Regions from separate parts of the Mus musculus genome. Here all the other regions are linked to region 1. Evidence: chromatin contacts called from public Micro-C data. All regions are on one chromosome and are shown on one strand. The core of a region is the stretch at or near the end of the contact, and the rest is flanking DNA. Distances in the headings are between cores, read along the strand shown.

The links. A called contact is a pair of places that touch in the nucleus more often than the background predicts.
Region 2: a Micro-C map of embryonic stem cells shows a contact between it and region 1, with 2.7 times the contacts expected there. The contact joins the promoter of Gata2 here to the promoter of Plxna1 in region 1. A contact is called at or near these places in 1 of 484 Hi-C or Micro-C datasets (embryonic stem cells) and 1 of 115 datasets of contacts at active chromatin or transcription factors (pancreatic cancer cells).
Region 3: a contact with region 1 is called in a Micro-C map of embryonic stem cells, with 5 times the contacts expected there. The contact joins the promoter of Klf15 here to the promoter of Plxna1 in region 1. A contact is called at or near these places in 1 of 39 promoter capture datasets (stem cell-derived epiblast-like cells), 1 of 484 Hi-C or Micro-C datasets (embryonic stem cells), 1 of 115 datasets of contacts at active chromatin or transcription factors (astrocytes) and 1 of 9 other capture datasets (embryonic stem cells).

What each region holds. Positions count from the first base shown.
Region 1 is chr6:89,360,576-89,365,442 of GRCm38.p6, forward strand. Plxna1 (plexin A1) reads right to left here and starts at 2,038. Exons shown (of 32, transcript NM_008881.2): 1 at 1,832-2,038. It overlaps Gm40415, which reads left to right and starts at 780. Exons shown (of 2, transcript XM_017321867.2): 1 at 780-823; 2 at 1,010-2,016. The coding sequence starts at 1,169. The coding sequence ends at 1,603.
Region 2 is chr6:88,196,683-88,201,549 of GRCm38.p6, forward strand. It overlaps Gata2 (GATA binding protein 2), which reads left to right and starts at 1,982. Exons shown (of 6, transcript NM_008090.5): 1 at 1,982-2,199; 2 at 2,835-3,107; 3 at 3,537-4,178. The coding sequence starts at 2,879. It overlaps Gm38708 (a long non-coding RNA gene), which reads right to left and starts at 701. Exons shown (of 4, transcript XR_001785312.2): 1 at 1-701.
Region 3 is chr6:90,460,682-90,465,548 of GRCm38.p6, forward strand. It overlaps Klf15 (Kruppel-like factor 15), which reads left to right and starts at 1,895. Exons shown (of 3, transcript NM_023184.4): 1 at 1,895-2,044.

The DNA.
Region 1 (4,867 bases), core at 788-3,287:
GGGACCAGGAGAGAGAAGCTGGGCTTGCAGATGCGGCGGGGACTCTGCCAGGGGCCACGCTGGAGCAGGCCTCCAGTGGACTGCAGAGAGCTGGTACTCTGCTCTCTCCCAACTCTGAGTAACACTATGGTTCTTGCTCAGAAACAAAGCCCTCAAAACCCTCACAGGAGGACAGCTTGCTCCCTGTGCCCTGCTGCTCTGGAGCCTTATGGTTGTGGACAGGCCGGTCTTACTGACATCTCACCTAGTGGTTCCCCATCAGCGGCAAGAGAAGGATCTCCCTGCCTTGTCACCCTGCCCCACCCTGTGGGAGGTCATAGGAGTTGGTCTCCAACGGTCTACTCTCTACATGGAGGCCCTGGAGTCGTGCTCTCCAGAAAGGGTGCAAGCTTCTAGTCTCCCCTGGGGTCCCACACTCCCGGTCCAGGTGCTCCAAGAGATGTGGCTTTGTCCACCACATCTTGTCTGGTTCCAAACCCAAGAACACATTCCTCAGCCAACACTGACCACACACCCCAAGCCTCCACCCATGCTGTCCTCTGTGCCTTTAGACACCTTCGGTGGGCTCCAAGCTGCCACCTCCCCTCTGCCTGACAGCCTAGCCCTGAAGCAGAGTCCCTGTTTTGCACCTCTGCCTAGGGCACTGGCTGAGTGCTTCCCCGACCCAGCAGACTCTTGGCCAGCCTAATGCAGCACTACCTCCTCCTGCTCACCCCCAACAAGCAATGGAGCTGGAAAACTGGGGGTGCTCTAGGAGGGCTGGAGAAGCACAGGATAGCACCACCCTGATGGGACTGAAGACCCGCAGCACCTGCTGGAAGAGGTAGGTAGCACCAGGAGCCAGAGCCAGAGGTAGGAGCCTGGCAGAGGGGCAGAGGCTCAGTTCGTTCCCATCCCCCCCCAACACACCCCTTTCTTTCAAGGGGCGTGGCCCCAGCACCCCACCGATGAGACTGAGAGGGCTCCGGCCACCTAGTAGCCTCTCTGAAGCCCTCTTGTATCCTTCCAGGGCAGCACCTGGGATCTCTGCAGGCAGAGGGGGCCTCCCAGGAATCTACACTCGCCCTTCCCTACAGCAGCCAGAGTCAGCCCATCACCGCCGCCGTCCTCGCCGTACACCAGGCCTGGGACCGTCCAGGAAGCAAGAGGGGAATCCTCCGGGGAAGGAATGACCCGTGGAGGCCCTGCGCAGGGGGAGGCCGAGGAGGCCCGAGCCGGCGTCCTCTCCGGTGGCACCGCACCGCCCCTTGCAGCCGGGTGGAGGGCCTGCGGGCCTGGGCTGGCTGCGGCGCCCACTCGCGCGCCGGAGCCGGAGGGGGCGGGGGTCCCCACGAAGCCTTGCAACTTCCACCCCACTGCCTCAGGCCGGCCCGAGGCGCAGCCAGGGACCTGCCCCGAATCCCGCGGCCCTGCCCGGGCCTGCCCAGCGCGGCGCTCGCCTGCGGCCCACGTCCCCACCCGCGGCCCGGTCCGACCCGGCGCAACACGGGCCGACATGGGCACCCGCAGGGCCCTTCCCGCGGGGCCACTGCAAACTTTCTCTCCTGCCTGGAGGAAGGGACCGCGACTGCGGCCACAGACATTGCGCCCCCCCGGATCGTAGGGCCCCGGACGTGCTGCGACCCGCCGGGACGCGGCAGCCCATAGCGGAGACCGCGCCCGGACACACGCGGGCGCCCGGCCGGAACCGCAGGACACGCCAGCCGCGGACACGCGCGCCGCAGTCCCCGCGCACACCCCCCTGGCCGCCGCCAGCGCCCCCCGGCCACTCGGGACCCCGGGCCGCGACGAGCCTCCCGCCGCCCGCGGGGAAAGTTGCGCCCCGACTCACCCGCCAACCCCGGGCGCGTCCCGCCGCTGGCCATCGTTGCGCCCCGCCGCTCGCCCCTCTGCGGGGCCGCCCACGCCGCGCAGGCCGCCCAGGCCGAGGCCGCCGCGCCCGGGCTCCGCTCCGCTGCGTGGCTGCGTCGCCGCTGCCCAGCATGAATGGGGCGCTGAGCTCCGCGCGGCTGCGGACCGGCCTCGCTCTCGCCGCCCCGCGGAGCGCCGTGCCGCGCGCATGCGCCGGCCGAAGCCGGGGGGCGGGGCCGGGGGCGGGGGCGGGGGCGGGGCGGGACCCGCGATGGCCTGCAGGGGGCGCTCGGCCCCGCGGCGAGAGCGCGCGCGGCGGGCCCCACCGCTTGCCTTCAAAGGGCGATGGCCACCTCAGCCTTAAAACTCTGGACTGGGGTGGGGGTGGGTGAGGTGGTCCGGGTGGTCCCAGGAGTCGATGCACTCTTTAAGGAGCACAGGCTGGAAGTACAGCTTTCGTGCACGGAAGGGTAAACTGAGTCCGGAGGAAGCACTTGCCCTGGTCCTATTGCTCATCTCTGCCTGCGCAACGATCGCTTAGGTGGGACCGGCACTGCACCCCGCAGGCCCCAGGAGGTGGCGCGTGCCGGGATGCCTAAGCTCAGAGGACGACTGTCCTGTCCGGTACGCGGTCCTGCAGCGGGGCGTGTTAGAACTACCCCAGCAGGATAGAGACCTCGCCGGGTCGATCGCGGGCGCGGGGCTGGCCTGCAGAGCTGGATTGCGCCAGGTCTCGGTCGGGTAGAGAACCTTTCTCAATAAGGTCACCCAGTGCAAGGCATCCAGACCAAAGCAGGCAGCTGTGCGCAGAACAGAACAGAGCAGTCAGAAAAGGTGGTCGTGGGAGGGGCGAAGGCTGACTGGGCACAGCCTGGGGGACCCAGTGCAGCTCATTCGGTAAGGACCATTGTCCGTACTCGTCTCCCAAGCAGTCATCACCCTCTTTCCCTGTGCTCATCCTTGCCTGGTTTTTCTTTGGGTGTGACCGTTTACATTTTGTCTCCCTGAATGACATATTCTTTTGTGTAGCTTGTTTGAGGATGCTATAGAAATGGTGTCCCGCCTTCCTCTCTGATAGGAATGCAGGGTCCTGTGGTCAGTCTTTGCTCTCACTGTGTGGCACAGGCTATTCTGGATAGTTAACCCTCTCTTCTGCTACTGGACTGGAGCCCCCTGCTCTAGACCTTGGTCTTTAGCTTCAACAGACGATGCAAACTTGGTTTTCCCCCAAGTGAAACCCCACCCCTCCACGTGATGGAGAAGTGTCAGCAACAGTGGGAAAGGTAATGGTTTGATTTTGCCAGGCTGAAAGTTGGTGCTGGTTCTTTTTGCTTCTGAATGGCGGTGAGACCCTTCTTCCACAGTTACACTTACCGTCGGACTCCACAGGCACTACATACTGAATGTACAAATCTCTGCTGTGCTGTACAAACCGGGTAGACAGACTGCGCAGGCCCTGTGACCTGCCCAAGCTCCCTCGCTGGTTGGTGGCAGAGCCTGGAGTCTGGCCCAGAGGTGCAGTTCAAACTGTGGGCTTCCTAGTTGCACACCTGTCTGCTTCCAATAGTTGGCTCTGCTTTCCAGTCCACAGCCTTACCTGCCTCACAGATTTGGTAATCCACTTGCAACGCTTTGGGGAGGTTACAGGCAGACTGGGGTTGTGCCTGTCCAGCTGTTCCCTGAGTTGCCTCTGCTCCTTAGCTTCAGAGGCTGACTGCCTCTGCTCACACCTGCCTTTGCCAACCTGTCTTCTGAAGTACAGCTAGGCAGGTGCTCAAGGCTCTTCCTGTTTTGTGACCCACACACAGCGGATAGGTATCCAGAATACATGAAGAACGCCAAAGAATCTACACAAACACGGCTACCATCCCACAGGAGGGGATAGGTGACCTCCGAAAACCTTTTTCTGGAGGAAATCCAGCTAGGGGCTATTGCTTTGGATCAGTTAGTAGTTCCACTGATCCCTCTCAGCTGCACTGTGCCTCCACTGATGTCTCAGCTCTTTTTTATGTGGTCTTATTGAGTCCCGAGAAGCAGCAGAAGAAGAAAGCCTGTGACCATAGAAGAGCTGGAATTGAACCTGGGCCTGCAGCTTTGGCTTGACCACATTGCAGAGAAAGGAAGTGAGTCAGCACAGCTGCTGTGACTGCTGCTGCCAGGGCTCCTCCCTCTGCGTTTCCCCCTTGGGGGTCACTTCCCTGCAGGAACTGGAAAGGAGAGGAGTAGTCCCAGGAGCAAGGTTCTGGTCAAGGGGGCCTAATAAGGTTCTTAAGGCCCCTCCCTTCACATGCTCCAGCAGCGAACAGTTTCAGGGCCATTTCTGCACCTGTGACAGACCCTCCTACAAATGGGCTCAGCTGGCTCTTCCTCCCCTCTGACAGCCCCGTATTAGGGGTAAGGGATAAGGAGGAAGGCATAGGGAGAACCCAGGCATGCTGGAGGACCCACTTCTCCCAGACCCAGGTTCAAGCCTCAGGCCATTTCAGTCTTCCCCCTGTTCCCTCATCAGAGCCTCCTAGCCCATTTCACCCTCTTCCCTCCTGCCACCTCCTAGCTGGAGGTTGTGGGCCTTTCTTGTCTCTGGCTTCCACCCATGACTCAAGGGTCAAAGTAGAGTTGGTGGAGAGCCTCCTGTTCAGAACTCTCCACATATATATGCATGCACATGTACACACATCACACAGGTATTCACACATGTACAGGTACATATACATATACTCAGATATACAAACACATATGTACTCATAGGTACACATACGGGACACTCATGTATAGGCATACATACATACATGTACTCAAACTCAGGCATGCATACAAATGTACATATCCATGCACTTACACTCAGGCCTATATACATACATTCACTTATGTACATATACTCAGGCATATGTACACTGTACATACACATTGCATACACCCACATCTATAGACATGTACACACAAACATGAGCTCACATAAAGACACATGCACATACCTGGGGAACATTTGCGTATACAGAACATATTCACAAACATA
Region 2 (4,867 bases), core at 732-3,231, 1.2 Mb before region 1:
CGGTCAGGGCAGTTTCCTCTGCGCACCGCGTTCTCCTCCTAGAACTCTGCAGGGCCATGGAATTCGGCCGCATGGGGTACCGTTGTCGAAAATGGGGTTATCGCCGGCTTTGAGAGGCCTTTAGAATCTCCTGCTAGGTTCCAGGGACATAGAACAATCTGGAAACTCCACGACGATTTCGCCTTGCTCGTTAATGGAGAATCATGGGCTAAAGGCTGGGAGAAGCCGAGAAAGCCTTCCCGAAAGCGGGTCCTAAGTGAACCGCGCAGTGGGAGCGCGAATCTGGCTGGCACTGAGACCACCCACCTGCCCAGCCGACCCCGAGGCACTGCGGTCTCGCGCCCCTCTAGCCCCTGGATCCCTCTTGCTAGACCTCCCGCCTCGGCTGGGCGCGGACTCCCGAGCCTCCTGGGCCCCTGATGGCTCTGGAGCACAGAGGCGCGGGGAATACAGCGGACAGCAGGACCCCCCCCCCCCCGCGCCAGGGAGCAAGAGGCGCGGGTTTCCGGTCCAGTGGAGTTCTGCACCCCGGGCCCCAGGCCTTTACCTGTTCCAGGGCCTCGGACAGACAGATGGACGCCAGCCGCAGAGGCCAGAGGAGGCCCTGCCGTGCGCGCGCCCCCTCAGCGCTGTCCGCAGAGGACCTGGGAGGGGGTGACGGGGGCGCGCCCGAGAAGCTGAGCCCTCCTGGCTGGGCGCCCCCCGAGCCGAGGGGACCGAGGGCTTTCCACCCTCCTTGGATTATTAAAAAGTTCATTTCCTGGCGAATCGGGTGACGTCAGGGGCCCGGCGTCGCGGTGGCGGGGCCGCCGGGCCGGAGAAGCCGCCTCCAGTTACCCAATTACGGACTGTCAATCCTGCCGCCCCTCCCCCATCCTTGGGGGCGGCGGGGACCCCAGCCTTTCCCCAGCTCGGGACCAACCTGGGACTCCTCTGGAATTATTCTTTAGGGGTTTCGGTCCCTGCAAAGATAGAGGAGCTATGTGGAGGGCTCCAAGCTTGGCCAATCCATCGCACCTGTCTAGATTCCCCTAAAAGTCTTGGACTCACAAGCTTCTTTCTGGACTCTTGGAGTTTAGGTCTCCCATCTATAGCCAGGGAGGGAGCTAGGTTTGTATACTCGCCACTGAACTCACTTGTCTCTCCAGAATGGAGGTGTTGTGGAGAAAAACTCCAGGTGACTTTGGGGAAAAAGTGCTCACAACATTGCTTCCCTCTCCCTAAAGACCGTCTCGGGGACCCTTAGAAAGAAAAAATATATATGGTTAATACCCCGGGAGTCTCCCTTCAGCCGACTCTGGCGCCAGTTTCCCGCTCCACGGCCTCGCCCCAGGCAGTTCAGCCTGGTGGTCTACTAAGGCCCCGCCCGGAGCCCTTCCCCCTCCCTGGGCCACTGGCTTGACCGCGACCATTATTGGTCTAGCACAGCCTCAAGTGTCTTAGTGCTCAAAGTTCGGGTGCCCTAGAGAAGTCCACAATCCCTAGACTCATGTTGTCCAGCGGATCCTACCAGCCTCTTGCACAGCTATCCCTGATAGAAGGACAGAGAGTTTGGGGAGTCAGTTGGATTTGGGCTGGCCGTCGTCCGTAGCAGTGGAGGTGGGGCTCCGCCCGAGAGTAGAAAGCTGTGGTCCCAGCAGAGAGATACCCAGAAGGTGCACGTCTCGGCTCCTGGGAAGTCAGGGACCCTATTCGTGCCTAGTTGCTGGGAGGGCAGAGGTTGGAAGACCTGAGCGTCTGCCGGAGGGGTGCAGGGTCTGCCCACGGCGAAGGTCCCCTGGGGGGGGGGGGCGTTGGCATCAGAGGCCGCAGAGAGGGCGCTGGTAGGGGGCCAGGCAGCCTAGGAGGCCAGCTTGCGGGTCATTCCCGAAGTCCAGCGGCCAAAGCGGCGGGAGCAGCCAATGGGGGGGCGGAGGCTGGGCGGCGCGCGGCGCTGATTGGCTGGCGCCGGCTTCATAGGCGTGCGCGGCCCCCGCTTCACGTCTGTGCAGGAGTCGGCAGCTGGCGCCAGGGCGGCCGGAGGATGCAGAGGGGCCGGAGCCGGGCGGGCCGGAGGCCGAGACGCGCGCTGTCCCCCACCCCTATCCCGTGAATCCGCCGGCCCTGGAACGCGCTGTCGCTGGGCCCGCCGTACCCGGGCTCTCCTGGTGTCTCTTACTCTCTACTGCTGAGCCCTCCCCTTCCCGCGCCGCTGCGAGTGTAAGTTTGAGGTTCAGGGGGCTTGTGGACATTCCTAGGTTGGAGGGATCTCTGTGGAGCTCAGACCAGGATCTCCTGTGGGCGATTACGTTCTTATGCTTTGGGGAGAGGTTGGCTGACTGCTAGAGAGTGCATTGGGGACCGGCTCGCAGCCCCAGGAACTGCGGGTGCGTTTTTTGGGGTGGCCCGGGGTGTTGGGGGTTAGTTTGTGTATATATTGTCAAAGTGTTACGGGGGCGTGGGAGAGCGTGTGCCCCAGAGTGGATGTCTAGGCAACTGTCTCTAACTTTTAGTCAGAGTTTATGTGTTTGTGTGCCCAGAGGACAGGGGCACGGTGTGAGAACCTGATTTCAGTTCCGCGTGCGTTTTGGGGGGGTCACCGATGTCAGGACCTATCCGTGTGTGTGACCTCGTGTATGTGGAGTTGCGTCTGTGGGAACGCGAGTTTCCCTGCAAGTGTATGAGGCTGAACCCCTTCCTTCACCTTCCTTTCGTTTTAAACCTTGCGCTTTCCTTCCACCCGGGACTGGTCCTCAGTGAAGCTCCGATGGAACGTCTTTGCTCTCAAGACACAGACTTTGGGAATGGGGGTGTCAGAAGGCGGCAGTGTCCTTCACATTCCCTCTGTTATCCAGGGCCGCCCCACCTTCGCCTGGTTCCCAAGACACAGTAGTGGACCATGGAGGTGGCGCCTGAGCAGCCTCGCTGGATGGCGCACCCCGCCGTATTGAATGCGCAGCACCCCGACTCGCACCATCCGGGCCTGGCGCATAACTACATGGAGCCAGCACAGCTGCTGCCTCCCGACGAGGTGGATGTCTTCTTCAACCATCTCGACTCGCAGGGCAACCCTTACTACGCCAACCCGGCCCACGCGCGCGCGCGCGTTTCCTACAGCCCGGCGCATGGTGAGCTTTGGCCCCCGAGGTTTCTGGAAGCCTGGCGCCCGGGCCAGGCCTTGGAGGGGGGACGGCCTGTTGCTGCTTCCCGGATGTGGGATCCACAGGAATCTGAGCAGCTGCGAAATCGGGCCTAAGAAGATGGAGGCAGGGACTTCTTAGGGAGGGTCTGGGACCTGTAGGGTTTCGGTCCATTTCCAAGTGTCTTGGCGGGGGTGGGGGTGGGGGAATCCTTCTGGGCCCTGTCCGGTGGGGCTGCTGTGTCACTTGTCCTTCGGCCTTTCACTGACATTGCTGATGATTACAGGCTGAGGTGTTACGTTTCTGATGTTTTAAAGGGTGGGGCTGCTGATGGTAGTTCGCTGAGTTGTGATCCTGTGTGCCCGGGTCATGGCTCTGAAGCCCCTGGTCATCCTCACCCCCTTTCCCTCTGCACAGCCCGTCTCACCGGAGGCCAGATGTGCCGACCACACTTGTTGCACAGCCCAGGCTTGCCGTGGCTGGACGGGGGCAAAGCAGCTCTCTCTGCCGCCGCTGCCCATCACCACAGTCCCTGGACCGTCAGCCCGTTCTCCAAGACCCCGCTGCACCCCTCAGCTGCTGGAGCACCCGGAGGGCCTCTGTCTGTTTACCCAGGGGCTGCGGGTGGGAGCGGGGGAGGCAGTGGGAGCTCCGTGGCCTCCCTCACCCCCACTGCAGCCCACTCGGGCTCCCATCTCTTCGGCTTCCCACCCACGCCACCCAAAGAAGTGTCTCCAGACCCCAGCACAACAGGAGCTGCTTCCCCGGCCTCTTCTTCTGCAGGGGGTAGTGTAGCCCGGGGTGAGGACAAGGATGGCGTCAAGTACCAAGTGTCACTCTCCGAGAGCATGAAGATGGAAGGCGGCAGTCCCCTGCGCCCGGGCCTAGCTACCATGGGCACCCAGCCTGCAACACACCACCCGATACCCACCTATCCCTCCTATGTGCCCGCCGCAGCTCATGACTATGGCAGCAGTCTCTTCCATCCAGGAGGCTTCCTGGGTGGCCCCGCCTCCAGCTTCACCCCTAAGCAGAGAAGCAAGGCTCGCTCCTGCTCAGGTAAAGGCAGGTGTGGGACTTCAGGGCCTGTGGGTGTGGTGTGCCTCTGTAAAAGGGGTCCGTGGTCTGATAGAGGGGCCATGCTAGGGCGCCTGATTTAAGAATGGGTGGTGGTCATCTCTGATAGTCCACAGGCATTTGAAGTTCCCTGTGGGGAGGAAGAAACCCCTAAAACTTTCATCCTGCCGTTAAGTGCTCCTAGGAACCCCCATGTTCAGCTCCTCTCCGCACCCCTCCTCATGGCCTCCTCTCCAAGGTTGACAAGTATCAGCTAAAACACAGAATGAGGTTCCCTGTCTCCCTCCCCAAACGTTCAGCTGAGACCGAGCAGCCTCGTGACTGGGCGTGGGGGAGAATGGAGGCTGTAGGTGAGGGAAGGAGTCAGTGTGTACTTATGTGTACGTGTGTCTGTGAGCGTGTGTGCATGCCGTGGGCACTGCAGAGATCTAGGCCCTAGAGGAATCTGGTTCTCCAACTCTGCTAGTCCAGTTTTAGGATTGCAGCGGCTCCAGATCTCCTTGGAGATTTCCCCAAAGCAAAATTCCCAAGGCCTGCTTGCATCCTAGTGACCCTGATCCCTCTCCCTGGGGGTAGGAGTGAGAACCTGTGCGGGTGCCTGCACCCCTTTGCCAGCTGCAGCTGGATCCAGCTAGGTTTGTCCAGCCATATGGCCCTCAGGCAATAACCCG
Region 3 (4,867 bases), core at 645-3,144, 1.1 Mb after region 1:
GAGCTCACAGATTTCAGCTGGTCCAGCGGGCAGCTTGCTCTAGGAATCCTGCCTCCTCTGCCCTCTGTGTCCTAAAATTACAGACAGCTTCAAGACCTACCTGACCTTTACATGATGCTGGGGATGCAAATTCTAGTCCTGGGCTGGGAACACATAGAAATTTCTGCTATGCCACTTACATTCTCCGTAGGAGACAAGAGTTTACAGAATAAAATAAAAACTTCTAATACATTAGAAAATAGTAAGTCTCCAGAACTGTTAAACTGGATAGGAAAATGGGGGGTGGGGGATGCAGCAGGGAGCAGGGGGCAAATGCAGGCTCCCTTGAAGATGCCACTTGAGTGAAGGAGGGAGCCATGGGAATGTTGGGAAGGGAATCATACTCAGACAAACAGCATGTACAAAGGTCCTGAGCTTGCGCCTGGCAGGTTAACCTGAGAAAGAGAGGTCATGGAACAAAGGGACCCAAAAGAGACTGAGGAAGGCTGAGAGAATGGGGTTATATATACTTCCTGTGAGTGAGCTGGGAGCCCTGGGAAGGTTCTGAAGCAAGGATGCCTAATGTGACTCAGGTTTAGGCAGAATGTCCTAGGTTGGCCATGGCTTCTAGACAGCTGGGGCATCTTCCCTGTGGACTGAGGCCGCTCAGCTACACTGTTGCTTTCAAGCTTCTGATCTTTGACTGCACTTCTCCCTGGGGGTGGGAGACATTGGACAGACAGAGTGTGAGGAATGCAGAGCCCAGGGTAGGCAGGGCTATGGAGAAGTGTGCTGGCCCAGCCTGACCCTGCCCTCCCTTGACAAGATAGGATCAATCAACTTTATGGACTAGCCAACCCCACCTGCTCTGCGTGCTAGCCCTGGCTAGCTATTCACTGGCTGTAGAATACTGGGGAAGACTCAGACTGGGCCTATGATCAATCAGAACGTTGATGACCATCTTGTGCTAAGCACAGACTCCTTCCGTGCTCTGGCTAAGACTCAGTTTAACTGCTGGATCATGGGCACTCACCTGGAGAATCCTCAGATCCTTATTTAAGGGATCTGGCTAAAAATCCTGGCCCCAACAGGGACGGCTTGGAGAAGCAAGGGGAAAGGCTGGCCACCTCGCAGTGTCAGGTAGGAAGCGCCAGGAAGGAAGGTCTGTCCAAATGTCCTGGGTATTAAGAAGCAGGGGAAAGACAAGACAGACCTGGCTGTGCCTGGCCCTCTATCTGCTTGGCTAAGAAGGCCCACGCTCGCTCTCAGCGGGTTTTTTCACGCCGCCCGGGTTTGAAGCCAGGCAGTGTAGGCTAAAGTGCACAGCAGGGTACCCAGCACTCTCTGCTCACGTGTTTTCTTGGGCTTCACTTTCCTCATTAAACCGGTGCAAAAGCTGTCTATGATGGCTTGGGACTGCAATCTGGAACTCCCTCTGCAGATCAGAAGCACCCTGCAGTCTTTGGGGAGGTGCCGCCACTGGTGGTGGTCAGCAAACCTCCGCAGTTTGTCAGTCGCAGAAGTCTAGGGTAGCGCAGTGAGCGTCCATTCCCGTGAGTAACCATGACCGCTGGAGGAAAGACCAGATGTATTTTTACAATTGGTCCCTTTAGACACGGTCCCTACTAGATCGGGCCTTGTTAGGAATGCGGAGGGGGTTGCAGGGACGATTCCGCTCCCGAGGTCCCACGTGGTCTGCACTTCGGGACTCTGCGGGCTTTCAGTGGATTCTAGAACCCGTCTCACGTGCGCATCGGAGGACCCAGTGCAGATCCACGAAGAGACCGGAGAGCGCGTGGGCAGCGGGAGGGTGCGGCCGAGGCGGGGCGGGGGCGCGTGACGCGCGGCGCTAGCCAATGGGGCGCGCGCCCGAGGCCGAGCCTCCTGCGAGCCTTCGCGGCGCCCGCGGCGTCACGTGAGCGGCCGGAGAGCGGGGAGAGCGGCGAGCGGCGAGCGCCCAGCTCGGCCGCAGGGAGTGCGGGCTGCGGCCAGGAGCGCTGGACGCGCGGCCGCATACGGAGCCGGGCCGCACGCGCGAGGCCGCGCCAGGCGACGCGGAGTCCAGGTGGGAGACGCGCGATGTACCGCGGCCGCGTGGGTCCTCCCTTGGGGATCACGGGCCGTCCCCTGGCGCGCGCTGTAGGAACCACGCGCGGAGGCCCGGGAAATGAGGGGACCCCGGAAATGCGGGGACCCCCGTGAGCGCGCCGGGCCTGCAAAGGGCAAATCCGGTGTGCGCAGCTTCTGCCCGCGGAGCCCACGCGCGTCCGTGGCACTCCTGGACCTGCGCTCCCATATGGCGGGGCCTGGAGACCAAGGGGCGGAGAGGTTACTGTCGGTCACTGTTGCGGTGGCCTAAGAGGGGACGCGAAGGGGGTCACTGGGCGGAGGGTAAGGTACTCTCCGAAGCTGTGCGCCAGAGTCCGAGCCACCTCCTTCCCACGTACTTCACACCCACGGGTGGGCACCCACGCGCGGGCACCTGGCGGACACCCGCACGGCTGCACTGCGCCCAGCACACGCAATCACACGACACAAACTCACACCCATTTGCGCGTACCCGCAGCGTGCGCTTATGTTCCGTATCCCCACGCAGAGTCCTCAGGCCCCTCTGAACAAACATTACCGGAGGGACCGCTGAGGGTAGCAGCCGCAGGGGGCAGGTCATCCCTCTTGGAAACATTCTCCCCTGGAGGGCACAGGGGAGGTTTGCTACCACGGTATGGGAAGGTGAAATCTCAAATGTTTGACTGAGTCCTTCAGATATTGCCCCCGACCATGGGGAGTCCCCGCCGCCCTACAGGTGCGAGAATGGCAGTAACTTTGGGGCCTTCGGACTCCTCAGGGAGAAGACTCTTATTTTGAAGACCGGCCCCCATTCGCCACCCCCGTGATTTGCACGCTGACCCAATGGCTAGCCCTTGGCCGGCTCTCGGCTTGTTATCAATTACATGTTGTTCCTACAGCCGCTGTGTCCCCGGGAGGATAAACAGCAGGCCTGGCCGGCTAAGAGAGGGGGCGGAGTCCAGCGGCCTGCCGGGGACCGTGCCCAGAACAGGGTGCCCCCTCCCCCTGCACGCAGCCTGCGCCTCTGGCTACGCCACGTGCTGCTGTTTTTCTGGGACCGGCTTGATCGCTGGCACTTGGGCTTTCAAGTCCTGGGTCCAGGAAGTCCTGGATCCCCTGGGCCTTCAGTACTTCAGTGTCCCCAGGGTTGCTCAGCACTGTTTTAAGATCCTGTGTTATAACCGGTTAGGGCCACTCCACTCCTGCATTTACTCCTGGATTCTGGAAACATTCAGCAAAGGCTAGGTCTGGTTTTGACTCTAGATCTAGCCCTGTAGTGAACAGTCAAGACTGCTTGTATTCTGGTGGGGCTTGAGCATACAAGACAGTTTTCACAGTGATACCTGACCGTGAAGAATATAATCCTGGTGGCTTGTCCAAGGTGGGAGTGGCTTCTGAGTTGAGATTTAAATAATGAGCTCCCATCTGGAATGCTAAGAGAGCCAGGACTTCCACAAAGGGGGCCATTGGCGCCAAAGCCAGGGCTCAGTAGGGTGATCCAGGCCTGGAACAGTTAGAGGGGCAGTTTGGGCGCGGGCAGGGCCCTAGTACTCTGAGTCCTGGAAGAATCTGAAACATTTTGGGGGGAGGGGCTCCTTCCGATGTAATTCTATTTTGTCACCCTACTTTCTTACCTGTTCTCCCTCTCCCTCCTTCTGTGTTTCAGTGGGATCCCACGTGGTTGCCTTTGAATTTATGATTCTCTGGCCTCAGCCTCCTGAGTGCCATGATTATAGGCATGAGTCACTATGCCCACCCAAATTGCTGCTCACTTTCATATCAGACCTCCGTTTCTATCGGTTCAAAAATCGATACCACAATCTCCTTTGAAAGCGTGTGACCGATCGACTGATCGCTCAGTGTTGTAGTGTGTCCGTCTCCAGTCACATCTCATTGCAGGAGATCTTAGGTGGTCCTTTTCTGGGTCCTGGGACACCATGTTCCCTGCATTTGTGTGACCGTTCAGACATTAGTAAGTGCTCAGTATACATGAGTTCACTGAGTGTGCAGTGACTAGGAGCCAGATGGTACCAGCAGTACCCAGATGTGTACACAGAGAAGTTATGCCATTTGCCTGAGGTTGCACAGCTGATAGCTGTAGGGTGGATGAGATGGGGTTGGGAGAATGGAATGGGTGGGCTCTGCCCTTCTGGCGCTTCATACCCTCCCAGACCCTGCTTTGGTAAAGAGTGTATTTTAGAACACATTCCCAGTTTTAAATCCTAAACTGAGTATTTAAACTCAGATTGCCTCTTGGCAAGATTACCTTTGGTCTCAGATCTTGCCTCTGTTCTCTACAGCAAGAGAGAAACTTATGGAGCACAGAGACATAGAACAGTTGGGGAGACTAAGGCACACGGTAGCGGGATGACTGGCTTTTCGGCAGCTGGTCAGTACCGGGTGCTAGGCTGTAGAGTGGACCTGAAGTCAGGTGGACAGGATGCAGCCTGAGCATCCTCCCCATCAGTTTGATAATCACACAGGCAGACATGGTCACTGGGCGGGACAAAAGTCCAGAGAGGTGGCCCCATCACAGCCAGAGACTGTTGACTCTTCTTGGATACCAGACCTAGTATGGCCTTTGGCTTCAGAGGACACAGCTTTCCCTTTTCCTTCCGATCCCCGCTCTCTGAGCCCCTCTTGGATACCTGGTGTGGTGCTGAGTGTTGGGGACCCAGGAGAGTGTGCTGCCAAGAAGGGACACAGGCATCTGCTGAGCCCCCCAAGTCGGTGAGTGTCCCAGACAGGAGAGCTGGGCTGGGGAGGCAGAACAGGAGGCTCTGCTCTCATGCGTTGGCCAAGGGCGAATGTCACCCCCATC